Linked DNA regions of Zea mays: regions 1 and 3 are each linked to region 2. A link is a contact called in public Hi-C data. All regions are on one chromosome and are shown on one strand. Each heading gives the region's core, a stretch centred on a gene start, on an enhancer-like site or on the middle of the called end of the contact. The rest is flanking DNA. Distances are from core to core; before and after follow the strand shown.

What was found. A called contact is a pair of places that touch in the nucleus more often than the background predicts.
Region 1: a contact with region 2 is called in a Hi-C map of leaf, with 4 times the contacts expected there. The contact joins the enhancer-like site here to the promoter of LOC100383024 in region 2. A contact is called at or near these places in 2 of 25 Hi-C or Micro-C datasets (leaf and tassel).
Region 3: a Hi-C map of tassel shows a contact between it and region 2, with 2.4 times the contacts expected there. The contact joins the promoter of LOC100191178 here to the promoter of LOC100383024 in region 2. A contact is called at or near these places in 2 of 25 Hi-C or Micro-C datasets (ear and tassel).

The regions. Positions count from the first base shown.
Region 1 is chr10:34,041,002-34,043,701 of Zm-B73-REFERENCE-NAM-5.0, forward strand. No RefSeq gene overlaps it. Among protein-coding and RNA genes, the nearest start is that of LOC103641005, 53 kb to the left of the region's middle. Within about 2 kb of position 1,285, at least 18 of the 20 cell types and tissues checked have an H3K27ac peak or open chromatin away from gene starts, as enhancers often do. A contact at or near this core is called in leaf and tassel, where this site is marked.
Region 2 is chr10:33,584,070-33,586,769 of Zm-B73-REFERENCE-NAM-5.0, forward strand. It overlaps LOC100383024 (Diacylglycerol kinase 2), which reads right to left and starts at 1,278. Exons shown (of 8, transcript NM_001175703.1): 1 at 1,147-1,278; 2 at 1-562. The coding sequence starts at 525.
Region 3 is chr10:33,935,911-33,938,610 of Zm-B73-REFERENCE-NAM-5.0, forward strand. It overlaps LOC100191178, which reads left to right and starts at 1,282. Exons shown (of 5, transcript NM_001136613.1): 1 at 1,282-1,716. The coding sequence starts at 1,437.

The DNA of each region.
Region 1 (2,700 bases), core at 35-2,534, 460 kb after region 2:
CTTTACAAAGTTCCACTAGCTTCAGAAAACCCGCTACAGTTTCTAGGAAGAGCAATGCAGGAATCCCCCGTCTGACCGCCATCGCAGCTAAATCAACCCGGGAACCTCCCTACACGCCTACTCCCCTACTGCCCTTGCCCCTTTCGGGTAAGGTATTCCTCCACTAGCTTTCTTAATTAGTCAGCCAAGGGCGTCCCATTCCACCCTTGTGGTGGCACGTGTTTCTCAAGTTAAGCTCGATGTTCCAATTAACATAATGGTCTTATCATGGACAGAAATAGAACAATAATAATAAAGAATGACCATATGTAATAGATATCTCAACACCTAAAACCATATATAGCAATAGCAAAGACTACCCAAAAGTTCAAGGGTAAACAAGATGTAAAGATAACCAAACTAGGGTGACCTATTGGGTCCCATCAAAATTAAGCCTACGCATGCCAAAATGATTATAGAGAACATTATAGGGTAAATAAAAGTGATCAAGGGCACAACTTGCTTGAGACTCAAGATTCCAGGTACCATGATGCTCTTCAGATTCTCGTGACCTCACTGCTATACGTAGCAATACAAACAAACATGGTATAGGCAAAATTAACATCACACCAAACATAAGCACAAAATGCATAATAATAATCTACGCGTCGCTACGAGATTGTGGGTTCGAGAACGGTTAAACCGGAGTTATGATTAAAAGGATATAATATTCTCGAGATCTAGGTAGTTAAACAGTAAATACTTTATTCTTTATTGTTTAATATAAGTTCGAAATGACAAATAAATCAATAATTTATCTTTAATCTATTTTATAATTCGACTAGAGGTTATATTTTAGTCCCACTATTATTATGGATATATTAACTTTGTTTATTAGATTTAATCCCTTGAGCATAGGTTGAATGAATATTTATTTTTGAACCCCTGTTATTTGATAAAGTAAGGTTACCGAAACGTAGGCAATATTATTGCAAAGCTAACGCAATTTGAATGGACCAAATCGGGGTTAAAATGAAGGAGATATGGATTTATTAAATTCTAGGTTTTAATTCTATCATTATTAAGGATTTCAGGACCTGGGCGCAATTATGAAGATGATCAGGGGCTTTTATGAAAAATGCAAGGACTGATCTGAAGGATTCCTAACACTAGCGTGGATGGCAGGTTAGTTACCAGAAAGTACAATGTCCCTTTTGTGAAACTACCCGGCTGATGAGGTACCGTCTATTCCTGGTCGTGCGATCGGATATGAACGACATAGATTAAATCGAGCACCTACTCGAACCGGTACCCAAAGGCGATCGTCAGATTGGTGATCAACGGTGGGGATTTTTAAATACTGACGCATGACATATGACCGACCGATCCAAAATCAATGGTGCATAAGTCATCGGACGACTGGGTACCCAACCTCTAATCTCGACCGCCCGATTGCGTTTGGACGCATCGGATCGCCCAGCACGAACCATTATTCGTAATCTAATCCAAACCGTTGCTTGTTAGATCGTCGGTCCATGGTGATCTCCCCCCTAGAATACGCCGGCGACGATGGTGCTCTACTCACCGCGGCAGCGCCATTGCCGCTCCACACCAGAACTCACCCCCGAGCGCGATGCTAGCCCCTGTAAGGTGCAAAACCAAATTGAAGGCAATACGAAACTGAGAGGGGTGCTCTTACCGCGAATTATACGACCAGGCACCTAGGACACGGCGCAAGGCAGAAGCGCGATGGTAGGGGACGTTCGACGAGGAGTCCCGCCGCCACTACCCAACCCTTAGCTTGACGACACGCCAGACAGGTTTGTAAGACCCTGTTGATCGCGTTCATGTCCACTACAAGGTCAATACTCCACTTCTCCTTGAGTTCACTCGCGGTGGATCTATGGTGGCGGGGGCCCGTTTGTCTCTGCTTTCAGCAACGAAGTGGCTCTCGGCACAACGATCTGAGAGGATGAGGAAGGGGGGTCTCAGCCGGGTTTTAATAGGGCAGAGGAGCACTTAGGTTGTTGCGAGGCATGCGCCCCCAGTGGAATCCGTGCGGCAGGTCCAGTGCCGGAGGTTGAAGGGAGGTATTGACATGACGGGCCCACATGGTAGTGAGACGGAGCAAGCACGCGCGCGAGCAAGGAGGCTGGCGATGCGGGCCCACTTGGCCGGTGACTCAGAGCGCACGCAACGTGGGAGAGCCAGGCGGGCCAGGCAAGAGTGATAGGATAGTATTGGGCCGCTAGGGAGGGTAGTCGGCCCATGATGGCTTTAGTGTTTTCTTTTTTTCTGATTTTACTTTTCCTATTTCAATTTCAAACCAAACTCATGTTTTGAACTTCGAATTTCCCAGGTGCCAAGATTAAAACTAAGGCGAATATAACCTCTACTATTTTCAATATTATTATTTATTATTTTCCTTGTTATTTATTTAGGGGAGGAATAAATGGTTTCATTAAAATTCTCTTTCTCATTTTCTATCTTATGTTTTATTTAAAATTGGAGATCAAGTTTATGTTTTCCATAAAATATATCACCAAAAATTATCATCAAGAGATCAACCTTTCTTTATCTATTTATTGGTCATTTAACTAATTTAGTATTATCAATTGATTATGAAGAGAAAATGCCCTACTAAATTCCAAAGGTTTCAAAAATTCTAGAACCATTATCATTGGTATTCTTAATTCTTTATTCCATTATTTTATGATATAT
Region 2 (2,700 bases), core at 28-2,527:
TATAGGAGAGACTCCAAGGAAAGGCACACCGCACGGCTCATCACAGTAGTAACAGGAGGAGGATATCTCCGGGTTGTCATCCAGCTCCACCCACCTCTCAGACCAGTGATGCAGCAAGGGCGAAGCGCCAGCCTGTGCAACGCACTTGCAATCCTTCTCTGCACGGGGAGAGCAGTTTGAGTGTGCAGCCACGCCGCAAACAGAGCAGCGGTGAACCATGTCGACGCCCTGCGTGGAGCCAAGGGACGACAGGCAAACGCAGCATGTCGATGGCTGGCCACCGTGGAAGTAGTCCTCAGACCACGAGTGGCAGGAGCTAGGGCACCGCAATCTCCTCCATGCGGCACGCTTCTCCCTGGTCGCCTTGGTCCAGTACAACGCCGCCTCACGCTGCAGCCTGAGGAGAGCGTAGATGAGTGCGGCAAGACCAATGGAGCCCGCGGTGACGAGCCAGCCCACGAAGTGGAGACCGGATGGGTCAAGCAGACGTGCCATGCTCAGGAGCAAGGATCCCACCAGGTCCATGGCAGTTCGCCAGGCTTGTCACGATGAGAAGCAGAGCCTGCAGCAACAGCAAGAACAACGACCCGTGAGTCGCCAGTTTGTCAGGCTATCGCAAGAATATCGCACCGCTGGCAAACAGAAGTACCATCCTAGACTAGAGCTGCAGTGCATGCTGCGGTAGCGGCACCCTACGCAACCACGGGGATCGACTATTTCTCCTGATCTGGAGACGAAAGAAAGGCATGTTTAAATGGAAAGCAAGCCCTTCCGATTCATCACATTCCCCCAGGGCTCACGCCTCAAACCAGGAACAAATCCAGCCTCCGAAGACGAACCTCCCAGACGGAAATCAATTCTTTCCTCCGATTGCAGCGTAGGAATCCAGCATCGGATTGCACGGAATCATCATCGGTCGACCAACAGAATAGGAACACGGCAACACAAACCGAACCGAATCCTAACAGAAACAGCGAGCCAACGCGGTCGCTAAGCAGCTCGGCGGCAGGGCCTGGATCCGCGCACGCACGGGATCCCGCATTCCCCGCCCGTTCCCCAAGGATTCATTTCAACACAACCCCCAGCCGATTCCCACCCAGGTAGGCCGGTACACGCAACAGATTCGGTAGGATCGCGAGAGCTCACCTCGGCCGCGGGACGGGTGTGGGGCGAGCAAACCCTTGCTCCGCTTCGCTTGGCTTGCCGTGCCGTTGGCGTTGGGTTCGGTCGGCGCTGGCGCTGGCGCTGCAGAAGAGGAAGGAAAAGAGGAGGAGAATTCGAAGATCGTCGTGGGTGGGGGCCGATCGGCGTCGTGGCGTGCGTTTAAAAAGGAAAGCTAGATGGGAGGATCCGGCCTCAGGGGCAGAGGGTACCAAACGCTGAAAAAAAACTCGGTCTCGCTTAGACTTGGCTTAGAGAGATTTAAAAATCTGAACCAGCTCGAACCAAACCAACTTTTATGTTTCATTCAAACAGCAAGTCTAGCCGAGTTGGTTAGACTCCGTTCCAGTCTATTAGTGATACACTATCACGTTATCATGTTATTATTATACTACTCTTGTCCTCGGCATCTTTTGTCGCTCCAAATCTACCACCAACTTTAGCAGAGGGATCTTCCACGATATTCATAGAAGAATGAACTCTAAAGATATCCAACGCTCCATAAGGTCCTCCTCCACTGGCTTTAGCTGCGCCTGCACCCATCTCGGTGACTTCTTGTGGTATGTATGGATACAGCTAGTCATACAACACATGCACTTCTTCGTGCAGAATGTTATTGTACACTTACAGATTTTTCAGAGCCAGACTCAGCTCTTCCACATGGGCTCGAGCGATTGTCTCACAATCCCATGCTACGAATCGTGAGTTCAGAGCCCAATCTATAGCCTCATCACACTCGACCAACTCCCGTTGTAGGTGTTCCACTTCTCCTGACAGCTCAGCGATGTGGTGGCTACCACATGCTCGCTCCCTGCCTCCATGTCACAGTTCTGCAGTTATACACTCGACTCTAGCCTCCAAGTCTCCTATGGGATCGTTACTCCCACTGCTGCTCCCTTCATGGCGAGGAGCCAACTGATGACGAGGCACACCCTGAGGTCCAGTTTCTTTCCGGAGTGTGGTCTTTGTGCGTGCCATTTCACTACAACTAGGGTCAAAGATACTTAGTATGATTTAAACATGATGCATGCATGATCCTACGATCATGGGAATCAACTGCTTGTTGAGCCCATACTTCTTTAATATAGCCTATTAGTATGCACTCTTCCATCCAACTTCCTAGAAGGTAAGTTGCTACAAGAATGGATCAAGGTAAGAATGAAAAAATATTTTGAGGTAAGTAGTTTAAAACCATTTGAAATAATAAGTAATGTCCTAAGAAATGGGCACCGCTTCGATACCAGCTGTGATGGAATCTCCAAAGATATTAGGCCCATCTACACCTGTCCTCGTCCCAAGGACTTTAGACAGCCATGCAGATGCACCCAACAGCTTGACAGGGCATGGTTCTTGTATCTTCCTCAACATCACCCGAGAGCGCATATTTCATTTCACATACATTACACTTCATCAGAGTAAAAGCGGAAAGAGTTACAATAACTTAATTTACATTGATATGTTAAAGTAACAATAGAGAGAGAGAGTGCTTATTAAAATATAAGGGTCTGAGTGCTTCTACTTATTACATCACTGGAAGGT
Region 3 (2,700 bases), core at 32-2,531, 350 kb after region 2:
ACAACATGTGTTGGTATATTGATTGGGCTCCCACACCTTCAAATGGCTGGTTGGGTGAAGTATATATAGACCCCAACTCAAATATAGCCATTGGAGAAAAGTTGTTGCTCTCTGCGGCACACCGGATAGTCCGATGCCCTGTCTGGTGCACCAATAGCCGTTGGATCTAGCAGGTGACCATTGGCGCTGTCAGCCTTGCACCGGACAGTCCGGTGTCACACTGGACAGTTCGGTGGCTCTCCTCCATATTGTCACCAGGAACTAGTCATTAGGCTACTGTTCCCTGATGCACTGGACAGTCCGGCAGTGTGGCACCGGACAGTCTGGGGTGCCACCGGACAGTCCGGTGCTCTGGGCTGGACGGTCCGCCAGTGGCAACACTTTCTTCTTGTCTTGGACTTTGCTTGATACTCGTTGATCTTCACATATGGTCTTCTTAATGTCTTCCTTTGAGGTTTTGCTTCCTCAATGCCTTAGTCCAAGTCGTTTTAGCATCATACTACAAACACAAACACTATCAATCACATTAGTTCACGGGCTATGTTGATAATCAAACATCAAAATCAATTAGTCAAATGGGTGAGGTCCATTTTTCTTACATATCCGACGGCTGTCACTAGGGCCGTAGGACTTAACTGTTACTTTCGACGGCTACTAGGTACCGTCGGATATAACATAACTGTCGACGGTTTCTTACAAAGTCGTCGTACATTTCCTGTTTTATTGTTTTGGGGAGGGGCTGGTCAGTTGCAGTGACGATATAGATTTGACGTTGACAAAGATACACGTAGAAAGTAGAATAATTATATTCCACGGTGGCCGTTCCCTGCTTTGTGCACGTTGCTATTTTTTTTTGAAAATATTGTGCTGTTTGGTTCACATATTGGTAACGTAATGGGTAACCGATAACGTTAAATCATATTTGTTTAAGTTAACCGTAATCGATAGTACACTATAAAATGGATACCGCCTTATTTAAATTTGTTATCACCGGTATTCAAGTATGAATCATTATCATTATCATTTACGTTATATTTCGTGAACCCAAAGACACCTACGTGGTTGTGTTATCTTAATTGTCACGTACTCCCAACCACCATGTTCAGTACGAATGTCATGTGGAGAAAGAAGCGTCTAGCTACCTACCTACCCGCACCGAATTGAACACAGTAATACATTCCAATAATCGCGTCACTGTACGTGAAGCAGCGTGTATCACGTTGGATCTAACACTATAAATACCACCAGGCTTCAAGCATCCCTCCTCACTCCAAACTCCAAAGCCAACAAACAGAGCTCCAACTCAGAAAGCATCCGTCCCTTGGCAGCAGCAACAAGCTACTAGCTATGTGTGTTTAGAGCGAGCGAGGGAAAAAAAAGAAAACATCTAAGATATACTCCATCATCTTCGTTTGATTAACCCGCCCAGTAAAGCCATGGGTACTAATGATAGAGCGGTCATTTCTCTGGTACTCCTCGTGTGCATCGCTAGCCGCTCGTCCTTGGGTGCCGCTGAAACTGACGTTGAGCAGAAGCGCTTGTCAGTCCCGTTGATGTTTGTGTTCGGTGATTCGCTGGTCGATGTCGGAAACAATAACTTCCTGCCGCCGCCTGCACCCCGTGCTGCATCTCCGTACGGCATCGACTTCCATGCTGGCACCGCCGGCGCCGTCTCAGGACGGTTCACGAATGGCTACAACCTTGCCGATTTAGTCGGTATACACATATATATATTTACTACATGCATTTATATATCTATATGCATGCGCATGTTTTCTTTTTTTGTCATGGATATGGATATTCTTTACAAATGCTAATGAAACTGCACTCTGGCTGTTCAAATCCTAAACCATATATTGCTTTTTATGTTTAGTGTGTCACTGTAAGATTATATGTAGCAACGACATCACTTTTTTTCATGCATCACATGTATATATGGCTTCCATACGTGTATATATCTTGATTGTTATTTTCGTATGTAGGGATGTTTATGTAATACTATAGTACATTGGACTTCACAGATCCAAGACACTACAAAGTAAAAGAATCAAATTTATATTTTCTAATTAATAGGGACACATACACATGTAGGGCCGGAGTCGTATTTGTAAATAAATGGTCAGATAGTCTCTAGATAAAAACAACTACCACTACCGGAATTCAGCTCTTTGCCGAATATCAAATGATTTGTCGAGTGTTTTTTCCGGCGAAGAGTTTCTTTGCCGAGTGTGTTTTTGACTTGGGGCAAAGAGTTTATTTGCTGAGTGTTTTTTTGACACTCGGCAAATAGTTTTTTGGCAAGTGTTTTATTTTGGACATTAGGTAAAGTGTTTTTTTGCCGAGTGTTTTTTAACACTAGTTAAAGACAATTTAAAAATCACATTTTAAAGCAGTAAATTAATTCAAATAAAAAAGTTTTCAACTACAAATTTGTATAACTCATCAAGATGTACACTTTATATTTTGATCATTTCTTCATATGACAAAATAAAAGAAAATTTGTTTCATTAAACCTATATCTCTCGTAGTTTATGAAACTACAAAAGACATGTACAAGATTTGTGAATAATGTTAGAACCATCATGTGATACGAACAAATGACCAAACAACCAAAATAAACTTTGTAGATCTTGAGAAGTTATAGAATTTTGTAGTTGGCAACGTTTTCATTTGAAGTCATCTTGTCAACGAAAACTACGT